3 separate regions of the Zea mays genome follow, and regions 2 and 3 are each linked to region 1. Evidence: chromatin contacts called from public Hi-C data. All regions are on one chromosome and are shown on one strand. Each heading gives the region's core, a stretch centred on a gene start, on an enhancer-like site or on the middle of the called end of the contact. The rest is flanking DNA. Distances are from core to core; before and after follow the strand shown. Region 1 holds the start of LOC103642764. Region 2 holds the start of LOC100193957. Region 3 has its middle 42 kb from the start of LOC103642707.

Region 1 (4,604 bases), core at 1,530-4,029:
AGGGTCCATGAAGTCAAATGACAAAAGGTCATTTATTCCCATTGCCTTCATATTCAGAACCGTCCACCCCAAGTTGGCCCTCTGGATTTCTGGAATCGTTGTTGGTGGCATTTCATTGCGAAAGGCACTCTCAGTGTACAGGCGGTAACATTTACCTGGACCTGTGCGTCCAGCACGCCCTGCTCTTTGCTTAGCTGACGCCTGAGAGATCGGAGTGATAACCAGTGAATCTAACCCTAGTTTTGGGTTATAGACATTTAGCTTTGCGAAGCCAGGGTCAACAACATAGTAAATCCCATCTATGGTAATAGATGCTTCTGCTATGTTGGTGGCCACGACCACCTTCCTCTTACAAGGAGGAGCCGGTTCGAATATCTTTGACTGAACTTCAGTAGGAAGAGCACTGTACACAGGACAAATTATAAGCTCTGGTATGTCCCCACCGAATGCCTTCATCCTCTCATGGAGACGCTCGCAAGCATGATCAATCTCTTCCTGGCCAGTCAGGAACAATAGGATATCTCCTTCGGGCTCGGTCAGATGGATCTGCAATACCGTGATCAGTGCAGCATCCATGTAGTCACTCTCTGCCTGTTTTGTATGTAGTATCTCAACTGGAAACGTTCTTCCAGGAATCGTGAAGATATTGCAATCAAAAAAATAACCAGAGAACTTCTCCGCATCAAGAGTGGCTGAAGTGACTATTAACTTGAGATCATTTCTCCGCTTAATTAGCTGCTTTAGCAAGCTGAAGAGAATGTCTGTGTAGATGGTTCTCTCATGTGCCTCATCAAGCATGACCACTGAATAAGAAGACAGGTCTCCATCCACCAAAATCTCTCGGAGGAGCATGCCGTCTGTCATGTACTTGATGACGGTTTCAGGCCCTGTGCAGTCATCAAAGCGTATAGAATAACCAACTTCCTCACCCACTCGACAGCCAACCTCCTCTGCTACTCGCTTTGCAATTGACTCTGCAGCAACCCTGCGAGGTTGAGTACATGCAATCTTTCCCCTTGTAGTATACCCTGCCTCAGCAAGGTATTGTGTAACCTGGGTTGTTTTCCCAGAGCCAGTCTCACCGATAACCACCAAAACTTGGTTGTCATTAACAGCACTGATCAGCTCCTTTTTCAGCCTGAATATTGGAAGGCTTTGTCTCTGCTCCTGGATCGAAAGCCTCGACTTCTGCCCATATGTTCCGGCCTTCCCATATGTCATCTTCCATTCCGGCACACTCTGCGCTGATAGTCCTGTGCCCATCAGCTCCTGCATCAGATACCGTCCACTTGAAATGGGATCCTCCCATGACCGGTTAAGGTCCTTGGGGATCGCATCAACCATTCCTCTTTGCTCTTGTGTGCGAATATCACGCCTCTCCTTAGTAAGTGCGGATTGTAGCGCTGCCGCACGGCTCATCGACCCCTCAGGATTCATGGAAATCCTCACTGGAGACATGTCAGATGAGGATCGCCCTTTTCCCCACAAGAAAGGGGGCTCATCCTGATTGAGTTCAATCTCAAGCTCCTCCACTTCTTCCTCCTGATAAAGCATCCCCTCCTCATCCTCATCCAACACCGGGTAGTTCTTGGCATCTAACACCCCCGCCGCGATCAGCTGCTTTACCTCCCACCTCTCCGGCGAGGTCATCCGCCTAGTTGGTCTGCGCGTCGGAGGACCAGCCTTGTCGTCGTCGTCCTCATCGGAAACGAAAATCCCAGAAACCCCCTTCTTCCTCCCGGCGGGTCTGGGGCGATCAGCTGGCGGATTTGCCCTCGGCGCGTCCTCCTCCGCAGGGTGCGGACGCCGCATCGGATGGAGACCCCTCTCGGTATCCTGATCGATGTCTAGCATCGACAGCCCCAGCTTGGCGCCGTCCACCGAGACGACCTTGACGAAAACTTCCTGGCCGAGCGTGACGGTAGCGCCGGCGCGGCCGCGGCCGCGGGCGGGCATCTGGGAGACGTGCACGAGCCCCTCGCGTCCGCCGTCGAGGCGAACGAAGCATCCGGCGTTGGCCACCCGGGTGACCCTCCCCCGGCGCACCTGGTGCAGCCCCGGCTCCTGGTCCTCGTCCTCTCCCGCCGCCTTGTCCACGCGCCCCCGGGCACCAGCGCCACGTGAGGCGGGGGGAGCGGGGGCGCTGTCCGGGATGGCGGTGATGACGGCGTGGAGGGAGCGGACGAGGTAGTCCGGCAGCTCGGCGCCGTGGTCCCTGAGCGCGGCGGCGAAGGCGGCGGCGGAGGCGGAGGCGCGGCCTAGTTCGACGACGAACTCGGCGAGGACGCGGTCCGCGACGCCGAGGTGGGACTCCAGCTCCGAGCAGACCTTGGAGACAAGCGAGAGCTGCGTGAGCCGACGCATCCCCTCGCCCACCGCGCCTGCGCCGGTCGCCGCCGCCATAGCCATGCGCGGCGCACGGGGTTGGGCGCACGGCAGGGTCGGTGCTTGTGCTGCACAGGAACGGGGAAGGACGGGACGGACGGAACGGTGGAAGGAAGGCGGTGCGGTGCTCGGCCTGCAGGTGTCAAAAGGCGGCCCACAGGCCAGAGATATATGTGGTGGATCTGTCCGTGTTGCGCGTCGGCGTCCGAGACGGGCCGCTGCAAAACGATCCAAAACGAAACACCCTCGCTCGTACGCACGCACGTGACTACAACGTGAGAGAGACATAAGAAACAGGGACGAGAGAGGCACAGCCGCACAGGAAGCCGACCAGTCCGCCGGCGATGGACCAGCTGCCTTCCTCGAGTTATCCCCAAATCAAAGGAAAATTATCTCCTCTTTTGGAGACGACTCTATCCCGTTGTCATTATCACGTTTTAGTTCAACAATAAAATAGCCGACAACAAATACATTTTATAAAATAAAACAAAGAGAAGATGAAAATAATCATATACTATATTTTCATATTAAACCTGTTTGGAGACATAAATGTTGCCTGTTATTTTTCTGTGAACTTAGTTAAACTCAAGCATTTCTCTGTGAACTCAATTCTTTTTGGATGGATATGCAGACGGTGAGACGCAAGAAGCAAGAATTGGGTTTGCCGGACAAGGGGAAACAATCCCCAAGGCATCATCATGAATTAACACCCAATGATCAACAAATATTCCGGAGATCACAGAATAGGAGGGACATCAACAATCAGTTGGTTGCCTTCAACTACCAACATCACGGAGTTCTCTACTTATACACCGCATCAGCCTTGATGGATAGGAATCTTGCTCGTCAGTGGAGTTAACTCTGCAGGTCGATGATGCACTTGCACATATCCAAGATCAACAAGTTGTCTAGCTACCACACAAGCTTAAAGATGCCTCAACTGGTACTGGTAGGCAATGACTTCGAAGACTTGTTCTTTCTGTGAGCCAATGCTGATAGTATCTTTTTCCTGGGACCCTGTAAACATGAAACAAATGAAAGAATATCCACAATAATCCATCAATCCTAAGTAGATTGGAATCAAATGATCGCTGGGTAATAATGCAATCAGAGATGGAACCAGAACATAATGGACATTGCTTCCATTTTTCAGCTGTGCAAATAAGGGATGCATATCACAAAGAGAAATCAATATTTTCCATTGACGCGGCAATAGCTGGATGTACTATGAATGTGGGGCTTAGCTGAAACACTGACTGGACATATCTTTAGTGCCTACTTCCTACATTCCAAATTATAGCTCACTTTGGTTTTGTTCTAAGATAAACTTCTCTAACTTTGACCCAAGGCTTTAAAAAAGTGCACCAGTATCTACAACACCAAGGTAGTTTCATTCAATCCTTCATGAAATATGTTATCATAGTGCATTAATTTTGAAATTGTGGGTAATAATATATTTTTCAAAAAAACTTGGCCAAAGTTAAATAAGTTTGACTTAGCCCAAAGCCAAAGTGAACTAATAATTTCAACCGAAGGGAATATGTTTTCTCTTTAGAGCATCTGGTTTAAATTTATGACAACCGCAGAGAAAACGCACAGCGCCAACTAATCAGGTCATTCTAATCCCGTTTGCCAATCAAAGTTACTTCTCGTTAGCCAAACTGGGACTAAAAGTATGGATAAGTGGCGGTCTGATCAAATTCTACCACCTTAAATATATACATATTGCTTCAACCCAGAGGTCTCTTGTTTAAGCAGAGATAAGCATGCTAACCAACTTGGGGAAAGAAAAAGGCAAAGTCCTTGCAGTACCATTGGAATTCCTAAAGACTTCATATCTTCTTCATTCATGTAAACCAATGCTTTCATATCAACCTGAAAGATGAATATCCATTAACAATATTTAAGGTCACCACTCACCAGTCACACCCACAATACAAAATTGCAACATATATCGAACGTGCCTCTTCAGCCTGGAAATTTATCAAATACTTCTCTAGATCAAGAGACTTCAGTAAACTGTCAAGCGAAGCATCAATCTGCACATATCGAAGAAAGGGAACAATTTATTACAGCATTGAATTGAATGTTTATGAAGACCAAATTCCATTCAGGAATTTAGACACAACAGTGCCAGCAAGGGACTAGACAAATGAAACTTTGGAATTCAAACATGCTAAAGAGCTAGAAGATTAATCATGCACTAGATCGAAATTTCC
Region 2 (4,734 bases), core at 463-2,962, 270 kb before region 1:
AAGGAAGTCTGTCAAGTACCATGAAATGGACTATTGCAGCACTGTGGATAAAAAAAAAATCACCCAATAGAAATAGCTCTAGAAATTAAGAAAACAGTACAAGTGTTTCCAATTGAAGATCTATAATTGGCAACAGCAATGAGGGACAGCAGGATTGAAAAACTTTCATTGCATCATTTACTGGTTCTTAATCCCCAAAACTGTAAAAATACTATTGATAATTTACTGTGTGTCCCCCCACTATATTACTACTATCCAGCAAAGGTAATGCATTCAGATTGCTATCAAAATTTCGTATTAGGAAAAAAGATACAACTACATTTGAACATAAGAGACCTCCAGTTGCAGGAATACATATATAAAATATTAGAAGGTACTATAGAAACAAAAGACTTATTTTTTAGCACGGGGTTTGAATCAGGATTTGGAAAGTGCTACATTTCTGAAAAGTAATTCATAAACTTCCTTCGTTGTAACTAAGAGTTACCCAAATTCCCTCAACCATCAAGTTTTGTTAGGTTGTGTATATTCTAGCCTATCCACTAATATGTAATATTGGCATATTCTTATTGCTATGTGTTCAGAAGTCAATGCAACAACTAGATTGAATGACTGACCAACAATCACCATTTCGGCATTTACTATATGTTCCTTTCACAGTACAACACGAGAATGAGGAAACATACATCATATCTAACAGAAGTACATATAGAGTATAGAAGATCACCTTCACCTAGCGTCCCTATTGCTTCCACATTGATTCTATGCCCACCATAGATATCCAAGTCGCCAGAAGACTTCTTGTTCCTCTTTACCAGCTTTCCCCTCATCGCAGTTTCACTGATACCATTCCCAATCTCATCAACCTCCCGCCCATAATCACCTTCGAAGGAGCGGTCATGAAACTCGGACAAACGAGGGCGGCCTGCCCGTGCATGTGCATACGGTGGAGGAGGAAGCTGCTGTGGAATAATAGGAGCATGCCGAGCAGCAGCAGCCGAAGCGAAGATGGACCGTGTTGGCAGTAGGAAGTAGAACTTCTTGTCCCCAATCTGCAGCAGATCCTGCGAGTCAAGCTTGACAGGGGGGTTCCCTGGAAGGTGCAGGACGCCCTCGACAAGGCACCCGTTCTTGCCAATGACATCGAGCGCGAACCTGCGGCGCTGGAAGTCGTAGAATATCCGGGCGTGGTGGCGGGAGATGTTCATACCCCCACCGAGGCTCGAGAGATCCACATCCACTGTTGATTTCTTGCTGTTGCGTCCCAGCATGATGGAGTACGTTTGCATGTAATACTCGAAATCCTCTCCCTGGAGCTTCGCAAATCCTGCATCCACTTCACCATCTGGACCCGAAGACCCGCCGGGCATGGCACCGGCGCCCAAGTAACGGCCTTGCGTGTGTGCGTCAGCAGCACACCCGATAATTTTTGCCAGAAAAAACGAAGTTAGTAGGCACAATACATGCAAATACTTGTCAGATCTGAATACAAATAGCCAAATAGCTTAAGGTAGGGTTCGGATGCTCAGTTTTGCGAGGAAGGGAAGGAGAGGGGGAATACCTGGTGTAGGGGGTGCTCGTCGCTAGCAGAGGATCCGATGAAACCCAGGAAGCTGCGAGTAGGGCGACGGCGGTCGTCAAGGATGTGTTCGGCCGCCTGGCCCCGTCGACGGCGAGGTGAACGGGAGGAGGAAAAACACCAAGCAGCAGAGCACACCTCAGGAGAGCAATTCTTCCATGGCTATTGGGCCGACTGATTTTGTCTTTTTATTTTTATTTTTCCTGCAGCTGCACGCGCATCACGACGCTGGTTTGCTGGCCCATGACCATGAGACTTGTTCATTGTTTGTGTCTTTCTCTTTTTCTTTATTTTACTTCTAACTACTTTCGTCCTAATAAATCCTTTTTGTTAGCAATATTTTCTAATTTTTGCAAATCCACTAGTGAAACCATTTTAAAACCTGTTTTCACCGGTCGAGGGTAGGCTTGTTATTGGGCATTTTAAATTTATGTCTTAATTACTTTTATAGTATTTTTTTTCACATGAACTGTGTCGTATAGTTTTTCTATCCAAAATTTGTAATGTTTTATTTGGAATGCTTTTTATCATGGTGTTGGAACATATTTTCTCATGAAATTGCAATAAATTTCTTTTACACATGGAACATTATGGTCAGGGATCTGGGACATTTTCTTATGAAGCTACATTATTTTTCTCGTGATTAAAATACGATAGGGTAACAAGATGGTTTTTCTAGCTTAGCAATATTGTTTTTCTAGCTTATCATTCTCATTTTATCATCCAATTTTACGTGGGTATTCGAATTATTAGAACAAATTTAATATTTTCAAATAGATATGTATGAATTTTGATGCTAAAATTTTCTTATGTTATGAACCGCATTATTGTAAATAAAGAATAAAATTTTATATAAAACTGTTTTATACATTAATTGCTCTCTACAAGGTGAAAAAATATTTGTATCCAAATTGTCTCCGAATTTTATATTTATCATTTGAGAAAATTTATAATGAATTTGATGTTCACCTTTTAGGGATATTTATAAGCCAATGGTAAAAAAACAAGAATATAAATTTACATAGTAGACTTTATATCCTATTTATTCACAATAAAAAAAGAACAACAAAATTGATATCCAAATACTTATTTGTTTTCATTCATACTTAGAAAAGACCTTCCCATAACTCTAAAAGTAAGAGAACTCGTTTCCTTTTTGGAGCTTGACGGTAGATGTTTTCACAAATACCTATATCTACATAATAGCAGTTAAGCGAAATCAACTTAACTGCTATTATGATCTGGCTTAAATGCAATCCTTCGTTTGAAAATAACACGGATAGATAGTGTCGGTACCCTGTAACAGGGGTACCCCTTACTATAGTAAGAAAACGCGGTAAACAGCGTCCGACCTCACCACGTGGGCGACAGCGGGGCCACCAGATGACCAGAGAAGGTAACATATACCGTGTTATCATCAGTGGATCCGGACCCCCGTGAGAAAGTGCTAGACCCCAGCATACATGACCTGGACCTCCGAATACGACCCGGGACCTTCGTGCTCCCCTGAATGGGACCCGGACCCCTCTAAGTGAGGTCCGAATCATCCACGACAAGATCTCGGGACGAAGAATACCCTGGCCTAAGTCAAGGACGTACAGGGGTCCGGCACAGACACGTGTCAGGGTCTTGTCAGGCGCGCCTCCGCTCCCCGCTCAGGCAGGGACCCGATGCTGCCACGTGGCCTACGGCCCGTGACGTAAGCCGGCGGGAAGAGTCTGACGTAAGACCTCAGGGCCACACGATCTCTGCATTTATTGCGGAGATCGCGCACCGCCTGTCCGTCCTGCAGACAGACGATGTGCCGACTCTGCATTTAATGTGCCCCGTCCACTCTAATGGCAGGCGACAACCAGACCACCCTACAGGCGGCGTGCCTGTCCAATCAGACAGTGGGCAGTACGCCCACACCGCAGCACGCGCGCAGCGGTCATCATGACTTGTACGATACCGAGGAACCTTCTGCTGCACGCCAATCCTACTCAAGCGACGAATGTCGGGGCACGGGGATATAGCACAAGGTGACCGACATTAGTTGCTCTGGGTATTCCATCTGTTATGTCTATGGGCCCACATGTCGGGGTTCGGAGTCTTTTGTACATGCCCCCTTTAGCAATAAAAGGGGAGGCAAGCAACGTTACAACTTAGACCTGACTTAGACCCAACTTGGACTCTCAATTATCAAGCTTCCACAGCAATCCAACATACAGTGGAGTAGGGTGTTACGCTCTGACGGCCCGAACCACTCTAAACTCTCGCGTGTTCATGTGCTTGATGTTCGCTTAGCAAGACGGGCAAAACGCTTAAGCCCCTTCCTCATCTTAGGATTTAGGGCGGGTGCACTCCGCCACCCGGCCGGAGAATTCCCTCTCCGACATTTGGCGCGCCAGGTAGGGGGCTAGGCATTAGGTTTTTGTTGGTTTTCTCGCTCAGCATAATGGTGCAAATCGTTGAGCACCGCGCCGAGACTTCCACGGATTTCCTGGTGGAGGAAGAAGTTGTTTCTTCCACGCCATAGGTTCCCGATCGCCCAATGTCGGGCACTGCTGTTGTACACGCTGCACGGCAGCATACAACTGCACAGACATCCCGGACTCCTTCGAGGGCAGCTCTGGGAGCGTTGTCAGCAGCCAGGGAGTTGCTGCGACACCCTCCAAGCTCCACGGCCTCACCAGGGGCCATGAAGCAGTGGCGGGACGACGTTGACCGACTGCTCGGTATGGCGCATTCTACCTTGACCAGGTCGAGGTCATGGTCATCCCGACGCCAACATGAGGCGTCGTCGTCTGTGCGCTCACCCTCAGTAAGGGGCGCACAAACCAACGACCTCCGGGCCGAACTTAACCGCAGGCGTGCGGGAGAGGACGCCTGGATCTCTTTGGAAAGGGCGCGCGAGCGCCGCCAAAACATCGAGGGCCGCAACCTCGATCAAGACTTCGCTGTGGTAGCACCGCAGGCCCCAACGGGTACCTGGTCCCAAGCGGGAGTCCCCTTGGCCGGCGTGGGCTGCGCCACTCTTGCGGATCATCTCCGTGCGACGTCATGGCCACCCAAGTTCTGGCCGCACCTGCTGGAGAAGTACGACGGAACGTCAAATCTGTCGGAATTCCTGCAGGTGTATGTCACCGCTATCACAGCAGCCGGTGGGAACATCG
Region 3 (4,672 bases), core at 1,399-3,898, 380 kb after region 1:
GTTTATGTTGTGGTTTATTTTTATTTTTACATTTTTTGTAGCTGCAATTATACTTATAATATGTTGTTGGTAGCCCTGTGGGGTGCTGAGGGCTCAGATTTATCATCTAAAGCAAAGAATTACTGAAGTATGTACCTGTAGCTTTTTGGTTCTTATAATTGCTTAGGGCTGTTACCTTTTTTGGTTACAGATATACTGCTCTATTTGATTTTTTTCATTGAACTTCAAGAGAGTGCGTTTAGAGTTATTGCGGATAACTATGTCACGATTGATGGTCGAACGAGTGTTGTCCATTGTGCTCTTGCTTTTGGCGAAGACGATCATTGTGTTTGCCTTGCTGTTGGGATATTTGAGGTTGTAATTATTCTTCTTTAATTCATGTACATCCTCACTAACTAATGTGCCGCTAATGCTAATGTATTAAGAGGTTAAGAGAAATGGGAAGATCAGTAAACCAGTAATCTACTAATCTCCTTTTCAGAAACTTGGGGAAATAGCGCTATGTGTTTAACTAAAATGACACTATCAAACCATAGGTCATTGGTCTAATCTAAGTGTGACTACAGTTTTTACATAAGTTAGTTCACTGGAGAATAGACTTATCCGCGTTCAGTAATGCATTTGTTGTGTTCTTCCCACTAATACTGGTACTAAGCTTTTTGTTATGCTGATGTCATAATTAACGATAGGGTGGTCACTTGGTCACTGCGCATGGGCCACGAAATTTCGTCATGCAGATGTAAGTGAAAACTTCATCATGTAGATGTGAGCCACGAAACGCGTCGAACTCAGGTGGCGTTTGGTTGAGCACTTGTAATGGTAACATTAATGTAAATAAATAACATTGGTATCTATTACCATGGGAATGAAAAGCGCTAATTATTTGGATAGATATGGTAACGTTTTCTATGGGCAGTGCGTGCGGCCGCGCTTGCCGTTTGCGTTGCAGGCCGTGTTTGCGTTGCGTCGATCTGTAGGCCACGTGCTTGTCGTTTGCGTTGCAGGCCGTGTTTGCGCTGCGTCGATCTGCAGGTCGCGCTCTCGCTTCCACGTGATCTGTAGCATAACTGCATAATCATATAACACATATTTGTATATATAAGTTATCGAGATATTATATGTTCCAGATGCAATGCACGAGCACTGACCTATCTTATATAATACACTACTAGGTGAGTGCCCGTGCGTCACATGACCGAGTTTCTCTTTGATGTCATCCCGGACAGCTCGCGGATGTCATCCTCTATCCCATAACTGCATAACACATATTTGTATATATAAGTTATCGAGATATTATATTTTCCTGTTGCAACGCACGGGCACTGACCTAGTTTAACTAGATTTATAGAATATATTAACAACATTTATATCTTTAAATATTTTTACTATAATAATAAATTCAAAGATATATCTAATGGTAATAACTATGTACTATAAATATTAATCGTTTTTATATAAATATGGTCAAAACTAAAAATGCTTGACTACTCGAAAAGTAAGAACAATCAACATTTATGGAAGAAGTATCGAATATCAAATTTTCTGGGGCAGTGGACCCGGTAGGTAAAGGTAAGGTGTCTCCACCGCTAGGTAAAGGTAAGGTGTCTCCACCGCTGGCGGATGCCCACTGCGCCGATAGCCATGGATGCAAGGTAGAAGGTGCTACTGTTGATTAATAATTAAGGCATGTACAGTGGTGTTTAATGTGGAGGCTCTTAAGGTGTTTAAAGGGATATTTGTAAAAAAATCTTAGAGGCGTCTCTCCGTGAAGAGACGCCTCTAACTCGTAAACTAAGTAGCAACAGACGCCTTACTTCCCACTGTACGAATTTGTCGTCTGTTCTATCGATCTGATGCTGTACAAATGCATTTAATTCTGTATTTATTAATAGGCTATATTTGTAGACACTCTATTGTATGATATAGTCTATTAGTTGTCTCTTGTATTTGGAGAACTATTTTAATGTCACTCCACTATACATGCCCTTAGATCGCTGGAGTCTGAACTGTACGAGGAAGAAGACAAGAGTCTGAACCGTTACCTCATCAATTAGGCCCCGTTTCAATCTCACGGGATAAACTTTAGCTTCCTGCTAAACTTTAGCTATATGAATTGAAGTGCTAAAATTTAGCTTCAATTACCACCATTAGCTCTGCTGTTTAGATTACAAATGGTTAAAAGTAGCTAAAAAAACTGCTAAAGTTTATCTCACGAGATTGGAACAGGGCCTTAGCTCATTGTAGTTGTAGACCAGATTGTTAAAAGTCCTCACCCGGATCAAGTAAGTCAACACACGGAATTGCCCAACCAACTGATCGGCGCAGTCGTAGCCGGACACCTGTCACCGGAACGGGCCCTCGCCGGCCAACGTTTTGCATGTGCGACGCGGCGTGCGGGAAAGCAACAACGAGAGCAGAGAGAAGGAGCAAAAGCGAGCTAGTGCCATTTCCTCGCGAACTCGGAAGTCAGAACTTACCCCTCCCCACAAGTGGAACCTAGCCACAAGCCTCTCCCGCCGTCGCAGGCACCGAGATCATCACGCTGTTCCCCGATTTGCTCGGCGAAGTAACCTATTACTGTTGTTGGCTTTGGACAGACGGCGACCCTGACTTCGGTGTGCCCTCCTCATCGAATCGGAGCGGCTAAGTCAGTTTGGCCCGAGATCGGGAGCGGAAGCGGCCGCGGAAGGCCCCCGAGTAGTTCTACAGCTCTCTCGCTTACTTTCTGGAAGCCTGTCATGCCCGGCAAGTGTCATAGTTCATTTTATTGGGCCCATCAGAAGACAGCCCATTAGGCCAAGAACAAACCAAACCCGTGAACAACAAGGGCAGCGGCGGGCAGGTGGTTGGAGACAGAAAATCAGAAATGAAAGACACGTTCTCGCCGTCTTCCTCATGGAGACATGGTTCAGGTGATTCTCGATCTCCTCACGTCCCGGTCTTCACCGCCGGCGGCCACGGGGCGTGACATTTGGGCGGGCAGGTGGTTGGAGACAGAAAATCAGAAACGAAAGACATGTTCTCGCCGTCTTCCTCATGGAGGCATGGTTCAGGTGATTCTCGATCTCCTCACGTCCCGGTCTTCACCGCCGGCGGCCACGGGGCGTGACAGTTGGTATCAGAGGCTTTCGATCCTTGGTGTCGCGTGTAGCAGGTCGCGTTCTTCCTTTACAGCGTTTCCGCTTTGGTGACCAGGGTTTCGGGCGTGATTTTTTTCTCTCTCCTCTAATGACTCTCGGCGTCGGCATCGCGTCATCAACGTTCGTCGATCTCCAGCGGGCGTTCAACTTGGTGGTATTGGCGGTGGTGGTTGGAATTCCGGTGGCGTGTGGCGGCAGTAGACTTGTTGCATCTCAGCTGTTCGACACAAGGCGCTTCTGGTTTTCTTCAATCCAGTTTGTTGCACGTGTAGTGCCAGCTCTCTAGGCGGCGACGAACTTCTTCAGGTGGAGTTGGGCGGCGTTTGGTGGCTGTGGATTGCAGCCATCGCGACTCTGGCATGGGCGACAGACAGACGTATGGCTGCTACTGCGATGGCTGAAGTAGTTGTCCAGAAAGTATGCAATGATATGCCCCATTGGGATGATGATGTGGCATGTCCTAATATGGTGATGTTCAAGGATTTAAGGATGGCGCCAACTTCTTCCACTAAGCTGTTTGATGAATTGTCTTCTTGGGATGATGTAGCTACACTGGAGGAAATATATCCTACAGGTGTAGTGTGGGATGAGATTTCAACTCAAGTGGCGCATGATGGCTTATTACAATAGCTAGCATGTGGTACATGGTATGTGTATTACAAGAATACAAAGCATACTGCGGAGCTTGATGCCAATGTCGTGCTTATTCCTTCCAGTAATGCACCATTGTTTCTAGAGCTTGCTATGGAATTGCAGCATGGTTCTGATCCACATGTGCTATTGCAGCAGCATGACCAGGCATTGTTCAAGGTACCCATGACATCCATGAGTGATGCCCATGGAGTGTTTGATGCAATTTCTAGCCATGTTCTATGGGATGATGAGTTACCGCAAGGTCTTCAGTTACATAACTGTTTATTGAAACTAGTAGCTCAAGGAGAGTGTATGGTTGGCGAGACAGACATGAATGCTGAGCTATGTGATGTGGTGAGCTGGGATGAGGAAGTGGCTACTTTGAGCAAATGCATGCAATCTCGGCCACTCACCGGGGGTGAAGAGTACTTAGATAGCAATGAGTTGATTCTAGATACAAATCAAATCGCTGTCCATGTTCTAAATCTCATCCATGTGCATGATGTGCCAGTTTTCTGTGAGTGTGATGGCTTCAATAATTCACATGGCTTACGGGAGCAGCTAGTTGAAGAGATGGATGACTAGATGCAATGCAAGCAGGTGGATAACAATGCATTAGTGCTGTCTGTTTGTGGTGGTCTCAAAGTATCTAGGGAAACATCGTATTCAGCTCTCATCTGGCATGAGATCCATATGGTTGCTGCAGACCATGTATTTTTTGATAAAATATTTGATGAGGGGTCGGACCAAGAATATGAAGAAAGGCATGTGGTGGTCTCAAATGCGGATGTTCGTAGGCTGATGACCAGTAAGGCTAATACTGCACACATTCATAATTCTAGGCCATTGTTTCTAGATCATTACATGATAAATAAAGGCCCTACCAAGCTGTTTCTTTT

Evidence for each region. Hi-C and Micro-C count contacts between places; a contact is called where the count stands out from the background.
Region 2: a Hi-C map of ear shows a contact between it and region 1, with 2.1 times the contacts expected there. The contact joins the promoter of LOC100193957 here to the promoter of LOC103642764 in region 1. A contact is called at or near these places in 6 of 25 Hi-C or Micro-C datasets (bundle sheath, ear, leaf and 2 more).
Region 3: a Hi-C map of ear shows a contact between it and region 1, with 3 times the contacts expected there. The contact joins the enhancer-like site here to the promoter of LOC103642764 in region 1. A contact is called at or near these places in 2 of 25 Hi-C or Micro-C datasets (bundle sheath and ear).

Annotation. Positions count from the first base shown.
Region 1 is chr1:197,376,050-197,380,653 of Zm-B73-REFERENCE-NAM-5.0, reverse strand. LOC103642764 reads right to left here and starts at 2,779. Exons shown (of 1, transcript NM_001368297.1): 1 at 1-2,779. The coding sequence starts at 2,673. It overlaps LOC100194223, which reads right to left. Exons shown (of 6, transcript NM_001139264.1): 4 at 4,350-4,424; 5 at 4,198-4,260; 6 at 3,046-3,402. The coding sequence ends at 3,322.
Region 2 is chr1:197,649,672-197,654,405 of Zm-B73-REFERENCE-NAM-5.0, reverse strand. It overlaps LOC100193957, which reads right to left and starts at 1,712. Exons shown (of 4, transcript NM_001139026.1): 1 at 1,562-1,712; 2 at 728-1,393. The coding sequence starts at 1,370.
Region 3 is chr1:196,997,722-197,002,393 of Zm-B73-REFERENCE-NAM-5.0, reverse strand. No RefSeq gene overlaps it. Among protein-coding and RNA genes, the nearest start is that of LOC103642707, 42 kb to the right of the region's middle. Within about 2 kb of position 2,648, at least 14 of the 20 cell types and tissues checked have an H3K27ac peak or open chromatin away from gene starts, as enhancers often do. A contact at or near this core is called in bundle sheath and ear, where this site is marked.